Linked DNA regions of Zea mays: region 2 is linked to region 1. The links are chromatin contacts, called in public Hi-C maps. All regions are on one chromosome and are shown on one strand. Each heading gives the region's core, a stretch centred on a gene start, on an enhancer-like site or on the middle of the called end of the contact. The rest is flanking DNA. Distances are from core to core; before and after follow the strand shown. Region 1 has its middle 42 kb from the start of LOC100285530. Region 2 holds the start of LOC103652831 (probable protein phosphatase 2C 74).

Region 1 (5,896 bases), core at 2,889-5,388:
TATATACAGGTTCGGAGTGAAGATCTCTAAATCCATGGTGGACCTAAAAGCATCCTCTATGCTGAAGAGCATATGGGTTGGAATTTTCAATATTCCTAACATTGCTCGGGAGGAAGGAATTGTGAAATAGATATCTAGTGATGAGGACATCACTCATATATATACAATGCACGGACTGATAACACGAGCACATGCATGACAACTTATCTCTAAGTTTGTTCTAACCTAGTCAATTGTCTTTTAGAGCTTACGCTTGGTGCCTTGCATGTTTTGATGATTAGGAATTATGGAGAGGACAAGCAAGGACTTGGGAAGGGACACAGTGTCAAGGAGAAGCTAGGATGTTTACAACAAGAGGAAGCCAAGTCCAACTCAACTTGCTCTCCACCTTGGAGTTCAGGACCAATCTGCACTCAAAATGGTGCATCCGAAGTCCATTTAGGTCATGCTTTATATGGATGGAAAGGTAAAGAGATAAGCTTTCCAACCTAACTAGAACGACACAAAATTTCTTTAGAGTCAACGGAAATCAACAAAATAAGTCAGCATCCAGATTCTGTTTCGGTGTTGGTTTAGATTTGTCTTGGTTTAGTTTTTTGATCCTTTGCATCTGCTGCCATCCCATAAATTCAATATTTAAAATAGATTCCATCATTTTTCATCTCATCATCTTGTTTTCATCACATTAGTTTGTGTCTAGTTTTGTATTTTGAGCATAAATCTCGCATACAAACTGATGAGGACATCCTCCACTATTACCCGTTAGCAAAGACGCAATTGGCCCAGTTGGCCCAATTGTAGTCGGACGGCGACCGTGTGAGCCTCAGAATTATCCCACCTCGCTTAACTTGGGAGGAGGAAGCCACTTTAAAAGGGAAAGCCACCCTTCCCCCATTGGACTAGTCTTTTGGGGCGATTGGGCCTTTCCCTGAGTTGGGTGTGCTTAATGAACTGTTGGGCTCCGAGCAACCCTAATTTGTTGGGCCTCGGCCAACCCCACCTGGGCTGGGTGTATCACAAACTCAAAATTTAGTGTTATTGTACTTTCTGGAAAGCTTAGAAAATTCTTTGTAACTTTCTTATTTACGATATTGGAAGTAAAATTGTTTGTGACCCTAAAATTTTGGATCAGTCTGTATTTCGGGGTCAATACCTCCCACTTACTTTAAACTAAAGAGGCATTCCATATATCTAAAAGAAAGAGAAAAAGGAGAGCTACAACTTTCGTGTTGTGAGTTTTTGCATTTGAGATCGTAAATTTGCTAAATTCACTAGTACAGAGAAGCTCTATAGTGGCGGTGGTAAACCTATTTTTAGTGGCGTTTATCGTAACCGCCAGTGCTAGGGGCCAGTAAAAATCATCATTTTTACAGGCGGGTAACTGAAGACCGCCAGTGAAAACACTGGCGGTCGGCGTAATAAAACCGTCAGTGAAAATCGATTTTCACTGCCGGTCGACGTAATAAAACCGCCAGTGCAAATCGTTTCCAGGAAACATAAAACAGATTTTAAAATAGTAATAAAACCACTTACATAAAATTATTTTAAAACAGTGCAAGTCGCGGCATTTTTCGCGCAAAATTCGCGCAAATCGTTTCCAGGAAACATAAAACAGATTTTAAAATAGTAATAAAACCACTTATATAAAATTATTTTAAAACTGTGCAAGTCGCGGCATTTTTCGCGCAAGTTAGTTTGCAAAATTATTCGACAACTTTTATTTTGACACTTTTTTCATCCAAGTTAGTTTGCAAAATTTGAATTTTAAATTTTACATACTTAGATTCAATTTTTGAGAACCGAAATGAGTTCAAATAAAAAAGTTGTCAACTACAAAATTTCATAACTTTTAGAGATCTACAACTTTTATTTTGGTGGTTTTGTCATACGAGGTCGTTTGAAAAACTCGAAAAATTAAGGATAAAAATGATTTCTAGTGGCGGTTCCTTAAGAAAACCGCCACTAGAAATCGATTTCTACAGGCGGTTCCTTAAGAAAACCGCCACTAGAAATCATGGATTTCTACTGGCGGTTTTCTTAAGGAACCGCCTCTAAAAATACGATTTCTAGTGGCGGTTTTCTTAAGAAACCGCCACTAAAAATAGCACAGTCGGTGGATAACCGGATCCGTCTGTAAAAATATATCGTCCCGCAGGCGTTGAGCCTTTTTCTACTAGTGATTGTCAGTTGAAGTTAGAGCATAAAATTTGTAGCAGATAGACGAGAATTTTTTTGATACTCTTGTGTGTTTCTTATTTTTGCGGCACTTTTGTGGAAAAATATAATATAAAAGGCAAGTGCAAGAAAAAAGCAGCACAAAACAAAAGAAAAAAGAAAATAAAAAATTAGAAGTGCTTGTATCCATTGTGTTTTTTGTGCTTCCTTAAACTAGTTCTAGAAACACCATTGATCTGTGCAACTCTGTGATTATTGTTTCTTCCAACTTGTTCCCTTGTTGTATCTAGGTCCTTGTTACCTCCTGTGTGTCTTACTCCAAATATTCTAATACATTTTTCTAGACTAGCAACTAGGACGAGTACTTCGAACACTTATTCAGCATTGCTATCTATTACTGACTTGTGTGCTATAGATATATCTTTAGTGAGCCTTTCTAAATCTCCACATTTCTCTCGAGCGAAACGGGTTATGTTTTGTCGCGGTTTCTTTGGAAATGCTAAAATCAGATGTTTGATTGGAGCAATTCCCAGTCCAGTGTGGAGGACTTGTTTTATAATCAAGAATTCATCAAGTGCTAGGGTTCTAATAAAAGGAGCTTATAATCTGTAGCAAACAAGCAAGAATTTTTTTGATACTCTTGTGTGTTTTTTGGTTTTTGCGGCATTTTTATCAAAAGAAGAGAATCTAAAAGGCAAGTGCAAGGAAAAAGCCACACAAGACAAAAGAAAAAAATAAATTAAAAAAAATCAAAAGTGCTCGTATCCATTGTATTTTTGTGCTGCCTTAAACTAGTTCTAGGAACACTATTGATATGTGCATATCTGTGATTATTTTTTCTTTCAACTTGTTTTCTTGTTGTATCTAGATCCTTGTTATCTTTTGTGTCTTACTGTAACTGTTCTAATACATTCTCTTTAGGTCAGCAGCTAGGACGAGTACTTTGAACACTTATTCAACATTGTTATATGTTACTGACTTGTGTGTCACAGATATATATTTAGTGAGCCTTTTCAAAGCTCCACCTTTCTCTCGAATAGAACAAGTTACATTCTGTCGAAGTTTCTTTTGAAATGCTAGAATCAAATGTTTGATTGGAGCAATTCCCCGTCCTATGTGGAGGACTTGTTTTGTAATCAAGAATTCATCAAGTGCCAGGGTCCTAATAAAAGGAGCTTATTCCATGTCTTTACAGTGCTATGTTGATTTAGTAGGCATGCATGGTTTGGGCCATTTGAAGGAATCGTAACAAAATGGCGGTGGAGAATATGTTTCCTAGCTGTACAACTATTATCTTGTATGATGTGATTTCTTACCTGCATTATTGGGGAACACTAGTAAAAAAGTAGAGGAGGTGCCGACCCTTGAAATGACGGTGGATTCCATGAAGATGTGGCTGCAGAAATTATTCAAACCAAGGCGTGATGTTGTGTCTGATATAGCTGTTATTTGATGGTCCGAGTGAGTAGTATGTTGTTCTGTTGGTCAGGCCAGTAGTTAGTTGCTGACAATCAAGTCCAACTTTATAAATCCAATAACAAATAGCATTGCTTTATTTTATTTTCTCCATTCAACAAGAAAAAGAATTTGTATAGATCACGGTAATAATGCGCGGACACTGTGCTTGTTGACTATAAATTGGAATTTTTACAGAACCACTTGTACAACCTTTTGCAATGACGTATGCGTGCAAACGCAATTTTTTTTGCAGGTGTACTTTAAATTTTGATTTCATAATGTGAATGTACGCACACAGTAAATCAAGGAGCTCGGCTTTTTGTGTGTGGATATTTTATACATCTCTTCTCTCAAAATTAAGAAGTGGTTTCCTAATTCCATAGCCGTTGTTGGGCCAAATGAACTGCGTTCTTTTTTCCTGACAGCCCAAATTATCTAGACTCCTTTTCTTTTCTTCGGTCGAAACCTCATTGTTTCTTCGCCCAACCAGACCTTTTCTCTTCTACTCCCAAATCATCCCACCCCGGCCCATCTTCAAATCCTTGCATGGCTCATAGTTGATCTGTTCGGTTAAGAGCATAATACAACAAAATACACATGCTCTGGCACTGGCAGCACAATACAAATTTTCACAGAGCAGATTTTGTTCGGTTAAGACTTAAGAGCACAATAAAACACAGGGGCCATGCATTAGAGCCGTCCAGCACATATTAGTGTCGTCCAGGCGTCCAGCACAAATATCCAGCAGACCAGCATATAGCCTCACAGGCTCACACAGTCACAGCACAGGAGACATACCCAGCACAGCAGTGAGCAGGCTAACATACATCACTCGGCAGCTAGAAGCCTAGAAACTTAGTCCATCCTCTCTCCTTTTTTCCACATAATAAACAACTTAGCCCATCCTCTCTCTTTGGTCCATCCTGAAAGTCAAATATAGTAAAAGCAAGATAACTGACACGAAGAACAACATGAGCAAATAACAACGACACTGCAACATATATAGGACACATCCAACACGGTCACTGTTTAGTTTTCCTCTACAGTGTTGCTTGGCGAATGGCGACGAACGAATAGTCCTGCAAGTTGGGCCGGGCCGTGCCGACCCGGCACGGGCCCATCATGCTTCGGGCTTAAATATTTCGGGCCGTACTAGCACGGATTTCTTTTGGGCCGAGCTAAATCATGCTCACCTCCTAAAATATAGGCACAACACAACGGGCTTTCATCGGGCCGTGCTGGCCCAAGCCTGACCCGCAATTAATCATCATATGACTAGGTCAGATACATAAACAAGTCCAAATCTCTCAGGCAACAGAAACAACAACACACAAAAATACAGAAACAAGTCATTTATTTAAATAAACATTTACAATAAATTAGACAACACAGTTTGATTTTATTGATTCTACAAGGTAAGAATGACCCTAAACATGAAAGACCCAGGGATCAAAAAGGAAAACAATAGAGCAATATGATGAAAACAAGCAGCATGGTGTACTAGAGTTGCCTGCTCTACCTCGTCGGATTTGGCGTCGCTGTCGAGCCACAGCTGAGCGGTGCTCATCCATTTCCGCTTATCGCCGTCGTCGGCCTTGGCCTCCGCGTCTCCGCCTTTCTTGGCGGCCTCATCCTTCAACTCGTCGATCACTGCAGGCCACGGCGCATGCACCACCGCATCAGCGAACCAGGTGCGGAGAAGAGAGACCACAACACGCGCGCGCATATATACGTAGGAAGGAAGGAGTACATGAAAGGACAGCAGGAGACCACTTCTCAGTTCTCACCATCGACGAGGAGACGCACGCAGAGCTGGAGCTCGCGCCTAAACACCTCGATCTTCTGGCGCTCCTCCTCGAGGCTCCTGATGCAGGACTCGATCTCCGCCGGCGCACCCTTGGCGGCCGCCATCCCTCCGGCGCTCCGCACGACGAATAGCCCGAGGTCCAGACCCAGATCCAGGCCCATTCCGATGCCACCGACGTCCAGCCCCACAGATCCATCATCGGCGCTCGGCGGTGGCCTAGAACCTAGAGGAGGGAAGGACCGGAGGGAGGAGGAGGACGGAGACCGGAGGAACCGAGGAGCCGCGGCTCTTGCAGTCGCGCCGTCGGGACTCGGGAGTGGACGAATGAAATGAGCGTGAGGGTTACGACGCGCGTGACTGCGTGAGTGCGTGAGAAACCCTAAAATGTGTCGGGCCGGCTCGAGCACGGCCCACTATGGCGTGCCGGGCTACTTGGGTCGTCGGGCCGACAACCAG
Region 2 (5,938 bases), core at 817-3,316, 150 kb before region 1:
TCGCTGGATAGTGTAAAATTACACTATCCAGCGACTAATAAAAAGAAACGGAAGGAGTACGTGATGAGAGCATGGTGATGTCTTTCAGATTGGAGCTGGACGTACTGAACATGCCTACAATGCCATGCACACAGGTCTAATGGAATCAGGGCTGCTGGATTCCTGCCAAAAAAGTGCAAATTAAAGGCTTACACACAGCATGTTAATTTGAGACAGTGGATATTAACTATTACTCCCTCCGTTTCTTTTTATTAGTCGATGGATAGTGTAAAATTACACTATCCAGCGACTAATAAAAAGAAACGGAGTGAGTATATTCTTCTAGATGACAATGAACGTGACAGGTCACGCCATGTTTTACCAAGCTGGCCCAACATGTGGTCCTAGTAGTAGAGAAATAAACCATACTACTACTGTATATAATAGCCATGTCCGGCCCCCAGTGTTTGAGTTGGTATACACAGTGCCTGCAGGCCTATATGCATGTGGCGAAGGCCAACCAAGAAGACCTTTTCCTTACCCAAATCGGACCGTTCTTCACTTACCACTTTTGGTCATCGTGTTTATTTTTCTATAACGCCTGCCGATAATTGGTCGCCCTCTATTTACTTCCCGTACGTCCCCATTAAATGGTCAGCATTTCGAAGCTGGTAAGAGCTTCTCTAAGAATTTTCAAAATCCACGCTCGCATTCTTTATTTTATTGTCAATGTTGAATAAACCTCTCTCCAACAACACTCTTTATGTCAACTCTCGTTTATTCAGCACAAGGAAAAATTGATCAAATCTCGTGGAAAGATACGCAGCCAATTAATTTGGAGGTGTGGAGGACATAGGAAATTGTTTTTTTGTAAGAAATATAGAGTTGTTTTTTGTATGCAAATACATAAGACAAAGGAATTATAAAAGTAGCGAGCTGGGATGTCTTTACAACAGTTTGAGATCTCGGATACAAAACAGTTTTCTTGTTTCTAGAAGTAAGGTATTAAAAATAATTGGGAAAAGCCAACAAATATGTTCCTAGAGTCTGTTTGGATAGACTATGGCGGTAAGAAAAAAGAATGTTATACACAGAGCTGTTAACAAAACTGATGTGGGCTGGAAGCTATAAGAAAGCTAAAATTAATTTGGTGAAAGCCGCTAAAGCCACTGAAGGTTCTTTTATATATATTTGCAAAGTTTTTTTCATCTCAAAGTCACTAAAAACAGATCCAAAGGTGCATTCAATTTTATAACACCGGCTTTTGAGAAAAGCTGATGGGTGGAATAATGATCCTTTTGGTTTGGTTTTTGGCTTTTTAGGGTAAAAGTCACGGCTAAAAGCGAAATCAAACAAACCCTAGTCTTTTAGCAACTTATAAAACGCATATATATATATATATATATATATATATATATATATATATATATATATATATATATATATATATATATATATATATATATATATATATATATATATATAAAGATTGAACTACCAGATATGTTCTACTACATTATATTAAACTTGTTTTATATTATATTGAACTACCAGAGAGGTCGTTGTCGATATATAATTCATCGAGTTGTCACAGTCGATAAAGCGTTTGCCGAGTACGTGTAGCACTCGTCAAATTACTCCTCTTTTCCGGCCGGTCTGATGCACCTTGCAAGATGTTGCAGCAGCAAATTTCTTATTGGTCAGATGAGATGATAAAGGACCCGGCACGATACCGGGTGCACGGCCGTCCGGATTAAGTAAACGAAAATCTCCGGTAACATTATTAAAAACACATTTGTACAGCGGCGCCCAGCCCAGATGATCTGGTCACTGCATTGACCGGTCAGCATCAGTGACCCAGCCCTTGGCCCTTGCCCTCGTCTCGTCTCTCTCACCGGCTTCTCCATTTCCTGATAATATTTACTACTACGTATAAAAACACGCAGCTCCTGCCCGTGGCCTCCCACTCCCATCATCGATCGTCTTCGTCTGATCCCTCGCTCGATCGCTCTATATAGCAAAGCAGCAGCCGAGCATCGTCGTCGTTCGTCCAACTCCCCCGGCCGGCCGGCGACCCGCGCCGCGATATGCTGCTGCACACCGTCCGGTTCCTCTGCTCCGTCGTCGCCGCCTTCGCGCGCCTGGTCCGCGAGCTCCGCAAGGCGTCCGACGTCATGGCATCCGCATGCTCTCTGTCTCCGGTAGCGGTCCTCACCGCACCCGCTATGGCGGCGGCGCCATCTCCCATCGGCCTGATAGCCTCCACGCCGCTCCCGAAGCGAAAGAAGATGCTTGCCCACCAGGTTGCCATCCCGGAGGACCTGCAGCTCGTCGCGCCGCCGCCGCCGCCGCCACCCGTGCCTGCGCTTCCTCTTGCAGACGCAGTGGTGTCCGACTGCATCAGTGGGAGTGGGAGTGGGAGTGGGATCGGGATGGTAGTAGAGCAACAACAGGCTCGGAGCTTGGCGAAGAAGGCCGCGTGGGCGGCCAGGAGGCGGCCGTCGACGCTCGTCATACCGGTGGCCGACGACGCTGGCGAGGTCGCCGCCGGTTGGGCCGCAGCTGCCGCGCCGGTGAAGGAGGCCGACGTGGAGGTGGTGGGGGACGGGTTTTGGTTGGCGAGTAGAGCAGGACCGAGGCATGCGATGGAGGACGCATATGCTGTGCTGACTGACAAAAACCATGCAGATTCTCAACTGGTAATTACATCTTTGCATCACGTGAAAATAATTCAAGCTCATTGTATATATCTATATATAGAATGCACTAGATCAAATAATTAGTTGACTAAAAAATTGCTAGTGAAATTAAATAACTAACAAATATCTAGTTAATTATCAGCTAATTGTAGTTGGGTTGAACCACCTAATAACTAATGGGTAATTGACGGTGTAGGTCATACTAATAGTTGGCTAGACTATTAAATGAGAGTGTTTGGATGTCTATAAATAAAAATATAGCTAATAGCTAAACTAATAGTTGGATGTTTGGATGCTTGCTAAAGCTATCTCCAGCATATCCACTATTCCATTCTTTATTTTAAATTGCAATCTATAAATAACGTCATCTATAGTTCTATGTCCCGTATTTACCCTATCCACTGTAGACAGTTTAACTATTAGATAGAGGGCATTTAAACATGGTCATATATAGTACTGTTACAAACTAGTACATATATAGATCTTTTGGTCAAAATAATATATGTTAATTTGAATATTGTTGTGAGAGTGTGAGGTAAATCATCGAGGTGTCTCGAAAATAATACAATAGTAAGTCAGATGGCAGGCACTTCATGATCGAATGTCACCATACTTAACACATATTATAACATATATGATAATATATAAAACCGATCTGTTTTGAAGCGTAGCTCCACTAGAACATTATATATATGAAATCCAATCTGTTTTGACCCAGTAAATTAGAAGATCTACATTAATTACACAGTTACACTACCCGCAACGTACTGAAGGAATAATAAATTAAATCACAAAGCTTTATCATTAATTCTTTCTCGATCTCATCTCGCAGGCATTCTACGGTGTCTTCGACGGCCACGGCGGGCGCGCGGCCGTGGACTTCGTCTCCGAGCGGCTCAGCAAGAACGTGGTGTCCGCGGTCCTCGCCGCCGCCGGAACGCAGACGTCGGAGGACGACGGTGTCTCGGCGGCTATCAGAGCGGCGTACCTTGCCACCGACAGCGAGCTCCTCACGCAGCACCAGGTGCGTGCCGCGACACTGACGCTTAATTAGCTTTTTCCTTCGTTTGTTTACCAGGTCTACGCTCTTTTCCCACGTACGTTGAACGCGTCAAAAGCTTCTTTTGTTGCTGCGCAACATTTGTGTGTGTGTGTGTGTCTGTTTTGGCTGCTCATGTGACTGCGACAAGCTAGGGTTTTGAGGACATACGTGCACTCACTGCTTGCCGTGTCCCTATAGGCTATAGCGTCCCGCGTACAAAAAAAGCTCTGCAATTTCGTTGTGAAAAAAAGCAAAAGTAATGACGTCGATTATATTAATGTCTTTGAACTGACGCGCAGGGCTCAAGCGGCGGTGCGTGCGCCGCGACGGCGCTGGTGAAGGGCGGCGACCTGTACGTGGCGCACCTGGGCGACTGCCGCGCCGTGCTGAGCCGCGGGGGCGTCGCGACGGCGCTGACGGCCGACCACACCTGCGCCAGGGAGGAGGAGCGGGAGCGCATCGAGCAGGAGGGAGGCTACGTGAGCCGCAGCGGCAGCGGCGTGTGGCGGGTGCAGGGCAGCCTTGCCGTGTCGCGCGCGTTCGGGGACGGCGCGCTCAAGCGGTGGGTCGTCGCGGAGCCGGCGGTCACCCGGCTGCCCCTCGCCGCTGGCTGCGACTTCCTGGTCATCGCGTCCGACGGGCTCTGGGACAAGGTCAGCAACCAGGAGGCCGTAGATGCCGTCTCCAGGAGCCGCGCCGCCTCATCCTGCAGGGACCTGGTGGACATGGCACGGCGCAGGGGAAGCAGGGACGACGTCACCGTCATGGTAGTCGACCTCCAGAGGTTCCTAAGATTCGATCAGTGACGGGTCCGAGCTGTTGGAGGCACTAACTGTTCACCAGGGTTTTTCATTGAGGGAAGTGAAAGTGAAACAAAAGATGACGGTACACTGACCACCAATGATTGTAGATATACAGCATGCGGTTTATTTGCATCCCTGCTGCTGGGGAGCAAATTAATTACTGCAAACGTCATTCTTTTTTCTAACCCTCGATTGTAAACTACGTAGTTGAAGCTAGGAATGCAGTGACTTGATGTTGCAGACAATTAGGAATGGAACTATTATTATTATTATTGCACGTAACTTTTGCTCTGTCATTTTTTAAGTAAAATACATCAACGGTCCTTGAACTTGACACGATGTGTCACTTGACACTTGAGTCTTCAAACTCAGAAAATCAGCAAAACGGGGCACCTAACTTGTTGGCCTATACAAAACCACTCAAAAACCGGGTTTCCTTATTAAACCAGATGTCGATGTGGCGTGACATGTTAAAGTCAGTTGGTTTTCGTCACTTGGGTTCCCGAATTTGGCATGTTGTGTCACCTGAGTCGCTACAATATGGCATGCTCATCGGCATCCCATTTGAGCAAACTCAGTTTTGGATGGTTTTACATAGACCGACTAAGTTAGTGGACCAGATTTGTTAGTTTTTTAGTTCGGTGACCTAAGTGACACAACGTGCCAACAAGTTCGAGAACCTCTACTGCATTTAGTCTTCTCTTTTCGAATGGTCTTTGTGAACTGAGGCAGGGATTTTGGATCTATTGAACTCACTTCCTTTTATTTGTATAAATTATACACAAATTATTTGATAAAATGTTAGAGCACAATGATTAGAAGGGAACGATATTCATTTGGGACATATAACCACTGTACAAATAATCCTATTTTTGTGTCACAAGTATTTGCATAATTTATATTTTATTTTACTAATTTTTAGTAGGGGTGGAGCATAGAGTGGAGGGGCACAATAGCGAGCACGAGAGAGGGGAGCGCCAGCGGCGGCAGGGACATCGAGAGCGAGCCAGACCGAGGAGAGGTGGCGATGAGGGAAGGGAAGGGTCACAGCGACCAGACTTGACAGGAGGAGGGAGGTGCAGTGCATGGGCTGCTTAGGGCGATTGTGCGGACCCATTACGTGGGGAGATAGAGTAAATGTGTGACCTGCTCGCTTCGTGCGTGACACAAACGATGGTGGAATGGAGAAAACTGGTGCTTTATAGCAGTAGAGACGGTTAAGGTGAAAATGGATGTTCAAAATCAAAATTATCCAAATTCAATTCATGTAAAACTTCTAATACGAATATCCATGTATGTATTCATTTCTAATGGATATACTCAATGTGTGCATCCCAATTCGTTTTCTATTATTTTTCTCTATCCAATACAACATCCAAAAACATTTGTATCCATTAAAAATATGCTACTATGCT

What was found. A called contact is a pair of places that touch in the nucleus more often than the background predicts.
Region 2: a contact with region 1 is called in a Hi-C map of leaf, with 4 times the contacts expected there. The contact joins the promoter of LOC103652831 here to the enhancer-like site in region 1.

The regions. Positions count from the first base shown.
Region 1 is chr4:12,004,288-12,010,183 of Zm-B73-REFERENCE-NAM-5.0, forward strand. No RefSeq gene overlaps it. Among protein-coding and RNA genes, the nearest start is that of LOC100285530, 42 kb to the left of the region's middle. Within about 2 kb of position 4,139, at least 8 of the 20 cell types and tissues checked have an H3K27ac peak or open chromatin away from gene starts, as enhancers often do. A contact at or near this core is called in leaf, where this site is marked.
Region 2 is chr4:11,860,120-11,866,057 of Zm-B73-REFERENCE-NAM-5.0, forward strand. It overlaps LOC103652831 (probable protein phosphatase 2C 74), which reads left to right and starts at 2,067. Exons shown (of 3, transcript XM_023302286.1): 1 at 2,067-2,678; 2 at 3,511-3,702; 3 at 4,008-4,795. The coding sequence starts at 2,067. The coding sequence ends at 4,526.